Regions from separate parts of the Anser cygnoides genome. Here regions 1 and 2 are each linked to region 3. The links are chromatin contacts, called in public Hi-C maps. All regions are on one chromosome and are shown on one strand. Each heading gives the region's core, a stretch centred on a gene start, on an enhancer-like site or on the middle of the called end of the contact. The rest is flanking DNA. Distances are from core to core; before and after follow the strand shown.

The links. Hi-C and Micro-C count contacts between places; a contact is called where the count stands out from the background.
Region 1: a contact with region 3 is called in a Hi-C map of liver, with 2.0 times the contacts expected there. The contact joins two enhancer-like sites. A contact is called at or near these places in 3 of 7 Hi-C or Micro-C datasets (granulosa cells and liver).
Region 2: a contact with region 3 is called in a Hi-C map of liver, with 2.5 times the contacts expected there. The contact joins two enhancer-like sites. A contact is called at or near these places in 2 of 7 Hi-C or Micro-C datasets (both in liver).

Annotation. Positions count from the first base shown.
Region 1 is chr1:3,783,440-3,786,982 of Taihu_goose_T2T_genome, forward strand. It overlaps LOC106038726, which reads left to right. Exons shown (of 7, transcript XR_010833549.1): 2 at 1-1,644. Among named protein-coding and RNA genes, the nearest start is that of MKLN1, 60 kb to the left of the region's middle. Within about 2 kb of position 2,187, at least 1 of the 3 cell types and tissues checked has open chromatin away from gene starts, as enhancers often do. A contact at or near this core is called in liver, where this site is marked.
Region 2 is chr1:3,862,503-3,865,934 of Taihu_goose_T2T_genome, forward strand. All of the region lies in intron 4 of LOC106038726, which reads left to right. Among named protein-coding and RNA genes, the nearest start is that of IL2RA, 110 kb to the right of the region's middle. Within about 2 kb of position 1,644, at least 2 of the 3 cell types and tissues checked have open chromatin away from gene starts, as enhancers often do. A contact at or near this core is called in liver, where this site is marked.
Region 3 is chr1:3,645,909-3,649,071 of Taihu_goose_T2T_genome, forward strand. It overlaps MKLN1 (muskelin 1), which reads right to left. Exons shown (of 17, transcript XM_067001431.1): 13 at 578-725. Among named protein-coding and RNA genes, the nearest start is that of PODXL, 71 kb to the left of the region's middle. Within about 2 kb of position 1,288, at least 1 of the 3 cell types and tissues checked has open chromatin away from gene starts, as enhancers often do. A contact at or near this core is called in liver, where this site is marked.

The sequences.
Region 1 (3,543 bases), core at 937-3,436, 140 kb after region 3:
GCTGCGGGGAGAAGGATTGGAGGCGGGTGAGTGGGGCGGGTGGGCTTCAGCTCCATCCCCACCATCCTTGGGGCACAAGCTTGAGCTGAAGCCACTTCAGCACTGAAGGCAGAACAGCAGCCTCCGAAATGCCGGCAGGCCTGCGCGCCGACCTCCAGCGGGGAGACCCCCGCCGCACGCAGCGGGGGCGCGGGACAGCCGGGATCTCCCCAGAGCGCCTGAAATGCCTTCTCCTTCCTCTTTCTCTTGAGAAAGTGGCCGCTCGTGTGCGGGGCTTGCTTTAGTGCAGCGTCAGGCGTGCATCACTAGGAACGGCTCCGGCAGGCATCTCTCCCTACAACCTGGATCAGAAAGCTGGAGGTGTTACAGGTTAGCTGCTCCGTAGTTTTTATACCAACCGGCCGAGCGGCAGGGGTAAACCCACATCTCCAAGCAACGCCTCAGCTCTGCACAAGCACAGCAACGGCCCCGCTCGCACCTCCTGCCTCCGTAGGCTCGCGGGCACAACCAACTTTTTGCTGCTTCAGCACCGGAGCCGCAGCCGGGAGCGGGGGAGCCGCAGCACCGGGGATCCCGCAGGCGGCTGGGGCTGGGAGCATCCCCGCTGCGCAAGGTGCCGCGGCGGTCGGGGCACGGGGTTTTGCCAGGGGGGGAAAGGAAGGGGAGGGGAATAATAGTAATAATAATGGTGGTAGTAATAATGACAATAATAGTGATAGTAATAATGGTAACGATGATAATAATGATGATAATGATGAAAATGATGATAATAATGATGAAAACGGCAATAGTAATGACGAAAACGGTAATAATGATGATAAAAAAGTAGTAATAATGATGAAGACGATAATAATAATGATGAAAACTGTAATAATAATAATGAAAATGGTAATAATGACGATGAAAACGCTAATAATACTGATGAAAATGAGAATAATACTGATGCTAACGGTGATAGTACTGATGCTAACGGTGATAATACTGATGCTAACGGTGATAATACTGATGTTAATGGTGATAATACTGATGTTGAGGACAATAATACTGATGTTGAGGATGATAATACTGATGTTGAGGATGGTAACACTGATGTTGAGGATGGTAACACTGACGATAATAAAGCCAACGCTAATCAGTCAGCGAGAAGGGAGCCCAGCACGGTGTTTTGGCCGCAGAGCCGAGCCCGCTCACAGCAGCCCCAGCAGCAGCAGCAGCAGAAGTAGCACCAGCAGCACCAGCAGCACCAGCAGCAGCAGCAGCAGTAGCAGCAGCACCAGCAGCACCAGCACCAGCAGTAGCAGCAGCACCAGCAGCACCAGCACCAGCAGCACTAGGGCGGCGTGGGGCCGGGGGTGGCGGCGGGTCCGGCGGCGTGGCGTGACGTGAAAGTCCCCTTTAAGTTTCCACGGAGAGGCCTCCGGGTGTCACATGATGGACATGATATAATGAAACAACATTGTGCGGAGGGAAGCATTAGGGGAGCCCGGGGCGGCGGTGCTGCTGCTGCTGCTGCTGGTGGCGGCGGAGTGTGGATTGGGGGGGGGGGGGGGGGCGGCGACAGGCGACATGCGGGACCCCCCTGGCTCGCAACACCTGCACCTGTCCCGGGGCGATGGGGGGCTGCGTGGGGCGGCCAACGCTGAGGTGAGTGAGGAGGAGGAGGAGGAGGAGAAGGAGGAGGAAGGGGAGGACGGAGTGGGGGGGGGGGGAGGTCTGCGCGGAGGCGGCCGGAGCGCTGGGCGCGGCGGGGGTGCCGCGTTTGCTCGGCCGGTTGCGAGCGTGCGAGGGGAGCGTAGAAAAAAAAAAAACAAACAGTATTAAAAAAAAAATAAAAGGGGTGAAAAGAGAAAGGGGGGGGGGGAAGGTGTGCGGGTTCAGGGGGGCCCCCCCCCCCCGGCGGTGCCGGCGCCATGTTTGCGCGGCGGAGGTCGGGGGAGCCGCGGAGCCCCCGCGGAGCTGCGCCCGCCTCGATGTCCGCATTCCAGCTCATGTTGCGCAGATAAAATTCAAACTTGAGGTAAACACAGGCGGCGGGGGGGGTGGGGGGGGAGGAGAGGAGGAGGAGGAGGCGGGGGAGGAAGGAGGGAGGCAGGCTCCGTCCCGCTCCCACCCCCTGCCCTCGCCCCCCTTGCACCTGGCTGCCCGCGCCCTGCCCCGAGCCCCCCGGGAGAAGGGGGAGCGGGGGGAGGGGGTGCTGCGCTTTTAAATTAATTTAATTTAATTAAGGGACACCCCCCTCCTCCTTCTCTTTCTGCTCGTCTTCCCGCACGCCGCCTGTAGGGAGAGGATAAACTCCGCGGGCGCGGCAGGTGCGCGGGGCCGGTGTCGCGACAGGGCGCTGTGTCGCGACAGGAGGGCGCGCAGGGCGGGCACGGAGGGGTTTTTGGGGTGCCTTTTTTATTTGGGGGGGGGGGAAGGAAAGAGGAGGAGGTTTGGCGATGTTGTTTTCCTCACAGCGAGGATACGTGTGTGGGGGGGGTGGAAGCAAACAACCCCCCCCAGTAAAGAAATAAAAATAAAAAATGAAAATAAAGCAGCGGCAGGCAGCGCACCCGCGACAGCCCCCGGAGCACCGAGGGGTGTGTGTGTGTGTGTGGGGGGGGGTTAGGGCTGCGTTTCGAAGTGCGTATGGAAAAAACAAAATGTGGCCGGGGGGGGGGGGGGGGGGGGGGGGACAAGAAGCGGGGGGGGGGGGGGGGAGGCGGGGAGGGAAGCGCCGCTGCCTCGCCAGCCCCGGGCCTGTGACACGGGCGGTTTCGCTGGCAGCGGGTATATTTAGCACTTCCCCGAGCCCTTCGTGTGCTCCTGCCGCCGTGCGAGCGCTCGGTAATTAATTGACGCGGCTCTCGGCGGTGGTCCCGGGGTTAATGGTGGCCCCCCGGGGTTAATGGTGGCCCCCCGGGGCTTGTGGTGGCTCCCCGGGGTCGTGGTGGTCCCGCGGCCCCACAGGTGGGTGCGTGGGGTTCGGTGCTGAGGGGAGCCGGGGGGGGTTGTTTGGGGTGCTGCGGGTTGTGGGGTGTCGGAGGGAAGGGGGAAGCGTGGTGGGTTTTGGGGCGCTGGAAGGGGTGGGGGTGTTGGGGAGGTGATGGGGAGGTGTTGAGAGAGGGGTTTCGGGAGGCTTGAGGGAATGGTGGTGTTGGGAGGGGGGGCATTGTGGTGAGTGGGGTTTTGGGGTGCTGGAGGATGACGGTGAGATGTTGAGGAGAAGAGGGGTTTTGGGGTGCCGGAGGGGATGGCGGTGGTGGGAAGGTGACGGCGATGTGTTGACTGAGGGGGTTTTGGGGTGCTTGAGAGGGAACGGTGCTGGAAGAGGGGCACCGTGGCGTTGAGGAGCGAGGTTTTGGGGTGCCGGAGGGAATCGTGGTGGAAGGGGACGGAGGGAATGCCGTGGTGCTGAGGAGCTGGGTTCTGGTGCGCGTGAGGGAGCGGCAGGGATCGGAGGGGACCCTGTGGCGTCGAGGAGCGGGGTTTAGGGTGCATGAGGGGACGATGATGCCAAGAGAAGATCCTGGAGTGGTGAGGAGACCCCATGGCGTTGAGGTG
Region 2 (3,432 bases), core at 394-2,893, 220 kb after region 3:
GCTGGCTGAAGAACAGGATGAGTTTGGTGGATGATGGTTATCAACATCGGTGCAATAAGATCGGTTTAATTAAAACTCTGCAGTCAGACGTTGTATATTCTTGTATTTCTGCTGCTGTGCTAACAGGCAGAACTCAGCTAACCGAGCAGCCGGCTGTCCAGTGCCAGCAGGACTTTGACACCTCCAGTGTGCAACCCAACAGGAAAAAATCGTGCAAATGAATTTGTTCAATAATTAACTGCATGTATGTATATTTCTTTTAATGAGTATTTCTCTGGACTTAACAAATAACTATTGAAAGGCTGGCTTTCAGCTTCTTTGGTCAAAAGTAGTAAAATGTGTTAAAATACGTTTGCTCCGTGTCAGAAGCTGACCAAGTAGTGGTTCAGTGTGCTGTAGGAACAGTCATATTGCCTTTTTATTCCATTTCAGCTGGTTTTGTAAGTGGTAAGCTATTTTTCAAATATCTGTACATACTATATACATTAATTCTATTCACCAGACATTACATACACGTATACATATTCTCCATCTATTTCCAAGCGACGAGAGGAAAGCTTGACCTGCGTGTGTGGCAAGAAACGTGGACACGAGGAGAGCAGAGAGCTTCCCGCTCCAAGTCTTTCTCCCCGGCTTGCTAGGTCATGCCTGGTGCATATTTGTGTGCCTCGGTTCTGCTGTCAGAACGAGGAGGTTAGCGTTTGGAATTGCTCACAGGATCAGAAATTCTTGAGCGATTTCTAAACCCGTATGAAAACATGAGATGGAAACTTCTGAAAAAAAAAATAAAGAAAAAAAATTGTGCCAGCGTTTTAGGCCAGCTTTTATACCTGAACTAAAATTTTGCAATAATGAGTTGCACATACATGCAAATACAGAACCTACCTCTTTTTTGTCCTTTCTTTCAACTCTCTTTAACCACAGCACACATCAAAGTGTTACCAAAAGATTGAGCGTAGGAATTTATGTTTGGAGAGCATTATCCATAGATGACTTCATGTTTATTCCAGCCTTCCCTATTTTCAGGTTCTGAAACTCTTTTGTAATTTTTTCCATTTGATTTGAATCGAAGCCATTTTGAAAAAGCAAATTATTTTGGTTTCCTTAATGCAAACTTCCAAAATTTACCTCCAGCTTTAATAAAACTCTACTGCTCAAACCTTTTTTTTCCTAAGCTGTAGAACACAGTGAATGAGAATAAATAGAAGCTGGCATGTTTCTTCTTGTGCAGTTTTATTGGTGTGCATGTTTGTTCATTTGTCTGTTAACTTGTAGAATTCCATGATCTTACAAAGTGGTTTGCGGTTTGGTTTGAATTGGTGAGACTTTCCTATTTTTCACATTTTAACCGTTACTGACATTTTAATGCAGTAGAAACAATGCAGCAGAAGAGCCACAAGTTTTTTTCTTTGAAAATAGCCATTAGATGTTATGGTGCTTTATTGCCCTGCTTTTAGGAGGTTTTGAGAGTTTCTTGATGAATTTCTGGGCATATCTTTTATGGGGTGTTACAGAGCCACATTGATCTGTATTTGCATGCCCAGCTGCCAAAAGCCTGCTAACAAATTGGGTGACAGACACTCCAAAATCTGTATTTTCTTCACATCTCTGATTTGTAGGGTTGGCTAGAGCACTTGCTGAATTTTAGGTACATTACCCGGGTTGCTCCTTTCAGGATTTGACTCTTTACCTCCGGTTGCACAGTTACACGTTGTGTCTTCTCCATTCCTTATCTCACAAGTGAGGGGAAGCCTGGCTGGTGCCCTCGGCGTGGAACCGAGCCGCAGCACGTTGGGCTTGGTTCGCTCAGAGCTGTGGGACTGCTGGAACGCCCAGGGGCACGCGGACAGCTGCGTTTTCTTGTAAAAAGCAGCACTGCGTGCTGTACACGCTGTAACAACAATACCACTGAAGCAAGAGGTCACATTGATCCACGCTGGAGTTCACCAGTACTACGCTTTGCACTGAGGTCAGTAATGAACTGAAACAACCTTTCCAGCATTTGCTTTTCCTCCTCGCGGTGCCAGCGGAGGAGCTGGGAACGGCCTCCTGGAGTTTTCAGGGAAACTCATTGTTCACGTAAACCCTGGGAAGGAATTTCCCTTCCTTCTTGGCCTGCTAGGTATGCAGTGAACCATTCAGTTTGCTTTAGCTGCATACCATCTGCATTTTATTTTTGTTTTGTTTACTGACTTTCCGCCCGTGTTGGTACTTCTTTTAGCATGGGTATATTGTTGTGTAGTCCGCCTTTGTCAACAGGGCTCTGCCGCTCTTTGTTCGCTCCGAGCAGCCTCGCGTTATGCAAGTTGGGGTTTGGAACAGAGCTCCTCGTGGAAAAAAACTGAAATTGGGGGAAATTCTACCTGTATTGTGCCTGCAGTAGAATGGGCATTGACTGCTTTGATTGTTTAGAGCTGCTGCTGTTTGTCTGGCATGCGTGCAGTTCTGTACTTTGTACTCACGTAGCACTGTGTGCAGGGACCTGCAGTCCTTGGGGCGCGCTGCTCGAGCGAGGAGCACAAACCCAGCTTCTTCCTTCTCCACCGCTTGTGGCTCTGCTCAGCATCTGCTTTTACTTTCCCTCCGCTTCTTTCTCCCCGCTGCTTTGAGCTTTGCTGGAAGAATCGCTCCTTCCTGAGATGCCTTTAGCCTCAGTCACCTGTTCCATGGTGAAGCTGGTGCCGCGAGGAGATCCCAGCCCCACAGCACCAAGGATCCCAGCTCCACGGCACCAGGGCTGTTGGAGCTGGAGGAGCCCCGTATGCAGCTGGGTTTGCGATGTCCCTAAGCGGACCGTTCAGGTGGGGACTTCGCTGTGGCCAAACACCGGAGCAGCGGTGCTGATTCTGGACTAAACCCTGCTGCTGGAGGCTTTGCAGAGCACCGTGCAAAGAAGGTCAGCAGCTCGGCACAAACCCTCGAGGCTGGGTTAGAGGAATGTGACCTTGTGGCTCCAGCACCCAGGCTACATCCGTGCGTTCCTGCGGTGCCGTGGCCAAGCTAATCAAACCACCCCGAGATGCCAGGAGCTGGCTTTGCAAAGAATAGCATTGTTATTGATGGTTTTTCATTAACTAGGTTGCCCCAGCTTCCTGTTACCTGACATACTTGAGAGTTGACTGTGTTGTATTATGTTGGAGTTCCTTACTGAACTTCATGGTCCACAAGTTTGGCTGGCTTCTCTTCGGAGGTAGCTCCAAGCCGTGTTCTCAGTAGCATTTATGATCCAAACATTCCCAGATTGTTGTGCTAGACAAGCCTTTAGTATAACAGTGATCAAAATCTAAGTCACCGTGTTCTTTAGTCAATGTTCACTAAATAAAAATCCCTTCTTCTGTACAGAATTTGCATCCAACAGCACTGTGATGATAGGCCTGGATGACCACGCTGAGTAGAATTGTCTCCTACCAGGAGTTCTTGCTGTTAGGTAAA
Region 3 (3,163 bases), core at 38-2,537:
TGTTAGAAAGAACTTAAATACAACAATGCTGCCAGCTCCAGAAAGGGGTAGTGGCAGCCAATTACCAAATACCATATAGCAAATAGATGGAGATGTTTTCTCAGAATACAAAATCTAGCAGCCACCTGATGAAATACTGAATCCAGACAGGAAAGAGCCGATAGCTCTAGCATGAACTTTTCTCCATCCCCATTCATAAAGGGAGGAACGGTTTCCTTCACTTCTAATAAACAGTACCATGTACGCTGGAATTAACAACTTCCATTTTGACTGAATTTGTTGCACTGACAATGAACCCTGGCCTTGAGCATTTCCTACAGGAAAAATTTAATATAAGGACTTACTTCTCCTCCATCCTCCAGTAAAGGAAGAGCTCATACAGCTTCCCCCTTTCATGTGTCTTTTTTCTAAAGACTCTGGGAGAGGTGCCTGAAGGGAACTCAGTTGTCTTTAAGATTAACAACCACTGCATGGTTATAAGTAGTTATTGAGTTACTTGGGAGGTATGATCGTGTGGGATTGCTTTCTAAAGAAACCCGCGTGGAGGTTAGAAATAGTACTCCTTTCATCAACTTACCAGCTGTTCCTCACAATGTCATAAATCCAGAAAGAATTCCTTACATTCTCTTCCCGCTTCTCCTTGTCTTTACTGAGCCCTGACAAGACATGGATTTCATTCAGTTCTGGATCAATGGTAGCCCTTTGAGTGAAACCTGTCATTGGAACTGACAAAAAGAGAAGTTACACACTAAAAATGCAGGAGTACACAAGAAAGGATCCAAGCACCAGACAAAAGCATTTTTCTCCCTCTGAACTTCAGCACATTTTCCGATTTCCATGGTGCAAGCAGGAGATTTCATTTAACTAACTTCTCAGTATTCTGGGATAAAGAGCATCTTACATCTAACCTCACTACCTAGTTCCCCTATTTTCTTCTTTTTAAGTACTTTCACCTCTTCATCTGTCACATAAAACCAATTCCAATGGACTGAGTGAAGCCAAGCCAGTATTTTTTTTTCCTCTTTCAGTATTCTTGTTAACTGCCACAACTTAAAACTGAAGCAGCACATCTCTAAAAGAGGAGCTGTGTAGAAGTCACCAAGCAAACAATTTACTTCTCGCGTGTGCCCTCCAAAACCACATGAGAGGGACCAGAGCAAGAAACGTCACCCAGAAGCTGACTCCTTCCTTCCCCCATAAGGGTAGGTCCTGGGTAACTTTGCTCATTCCTTTCCTCTTTGTGATGCCTGGAGGCACAGAAAAAACATCCAGAGAGCTGCTGTTTCCTAGGGCGAGATATGGACAGGGCTTTGGGAAACTCTGTCTCCAAAATTAGAATAAAACTGCATTGCAATAGAGCTAGGCAATCCCTGCAAGATATGAATGGAATAATTATTATTAGCTCATCTGTAAAAGGAAGCATTGATTCCCACATAACTGAAAAAGCTGGAAACTCAAAAAAATTCAAGATGAACTCACAACTACATAGCTCACAGCTTTGTGTTGCTTCTTTTAGGAAAAATATTTCAAGGAAAGGGTTGTTTTGTTTTTGGTATTTTCTGAATACTTATGGTATAATTATCAGGCTATTCTTCTGCTCCACCTTCAGGTTCAGAAGTATGGTGAAATACTGAGGATTCCAGCAGTTTTCATCATAATTCCCCGAAAAAAGGTCAGCAAATTTGTTTGGCAGTCCTTTTTGTTTGTTGTATAATTCCCATTTCCTGTTTCCCTAGGCAACCATCCTTCCAAAATGTATTTGTGAAGAGCACGTGATCTTTGTTTACAGATCCTGTTTGTCTCATTTCTCTTTCTGGGTCAGTTTACAAAGGCTGGTAAAGGGTCCTGGCCTCCGATCAAGATTTTGGCATGAAAAATTCTCAGAACTCTTGTATTTTGCAAATTCTTCCCTGCAATTAACTGTGAACGACACACACGGCCTAGAAAACAAGCCCTGTGCTAATAAAGCCGTTTAATATCGCTGTTTAAGGATACACAAACCGGTATTTTGTAAGCCTCTTCTGTAATAGGTTTTGGTCTCATGCTTCTCTGTTTTCATTTGGTGCGCCAGGAAAGTAATAAATGTCAATGTAAAAATTCTGGGCAGCATTTGGTTTTCTACAGCATAAGCCCTTACCAAAATCTTTAGTAAAGCCAAAAAATAAACATTTCTTAAAATGCTTAATTCTTATGTAAACCTAAGCAGAAACTGAAATATATTGGGGTATTTCATTTTCAGAGCCCTGTTGACAAACTCCTTGCTTATTGTTTTTATGGAAAAGCCTTCAGAGCCCTCATCAGCATCAGCCTCCCTGTTTTGACCTTCAATTTTGCCATGAAGTTTAAAGGAAAATTCATCCGGTTTATAAGCAAATTGGTACAGAGCAGAGGAAAAAAAAAGCAAGGAACAATGCTGGCACAAGAACACCTACGTACCTTGTTTGAGCTGCAAAACCACAAGGAAGCTTTTTAATCCAACTAAAGAGTACTGTGAAAGTCACCCAATAAAGAAATCGAGAGCAAAAAGACAATCGAAGACCAAAAATCGTTAATTTTTAGTAAGTATCATGTAACGTGTTTCTTTGCATAGTCAGGGACTGAATTGTTGACCCAGAAGGATTAAACTCAAGGCATATTTGAGATATTTTTGGCAGGAGAGCCATCTAAATTTGATCAGCAATGCTAATGTAGATGGCAAATGTCTATGCAACCCTATCTGCTGCTTTGAACATTCGAGACCATGCCGTGTTTTTAGAAAAAAAAAAAAGCATGCAAATCTTCAGAGCATTAATACCTCAGGCTCACTGAAATGAAAATTATTATAATCATGAAGAATATGGTTAGCATATTACCATTGATACAGAAAGCATATGAAACTCGTCTACGGAAGTCTCATCCCTCCTCCTGAAATATCGTTAAATAAATGCATTTTGTATCTAGCTTATGCTTGATTTTCTGAAGCTGAAATTATTATTTAAATAACGAAGGAGGGAAAAGTCTCCAAAGTTCAGTGCCTCTGTTTTTTAATCTTGGTAATAAAATATGATTCATCTGCAGTAACTGCAATCAAAACCAAATTCAAGTCAAGTAATTCCGAGCTTCCCTCAGCAGTACATTAATCTCCTCTTGAGACTGTTCCAAATGCAGAAAGTCTAGAAAAAAA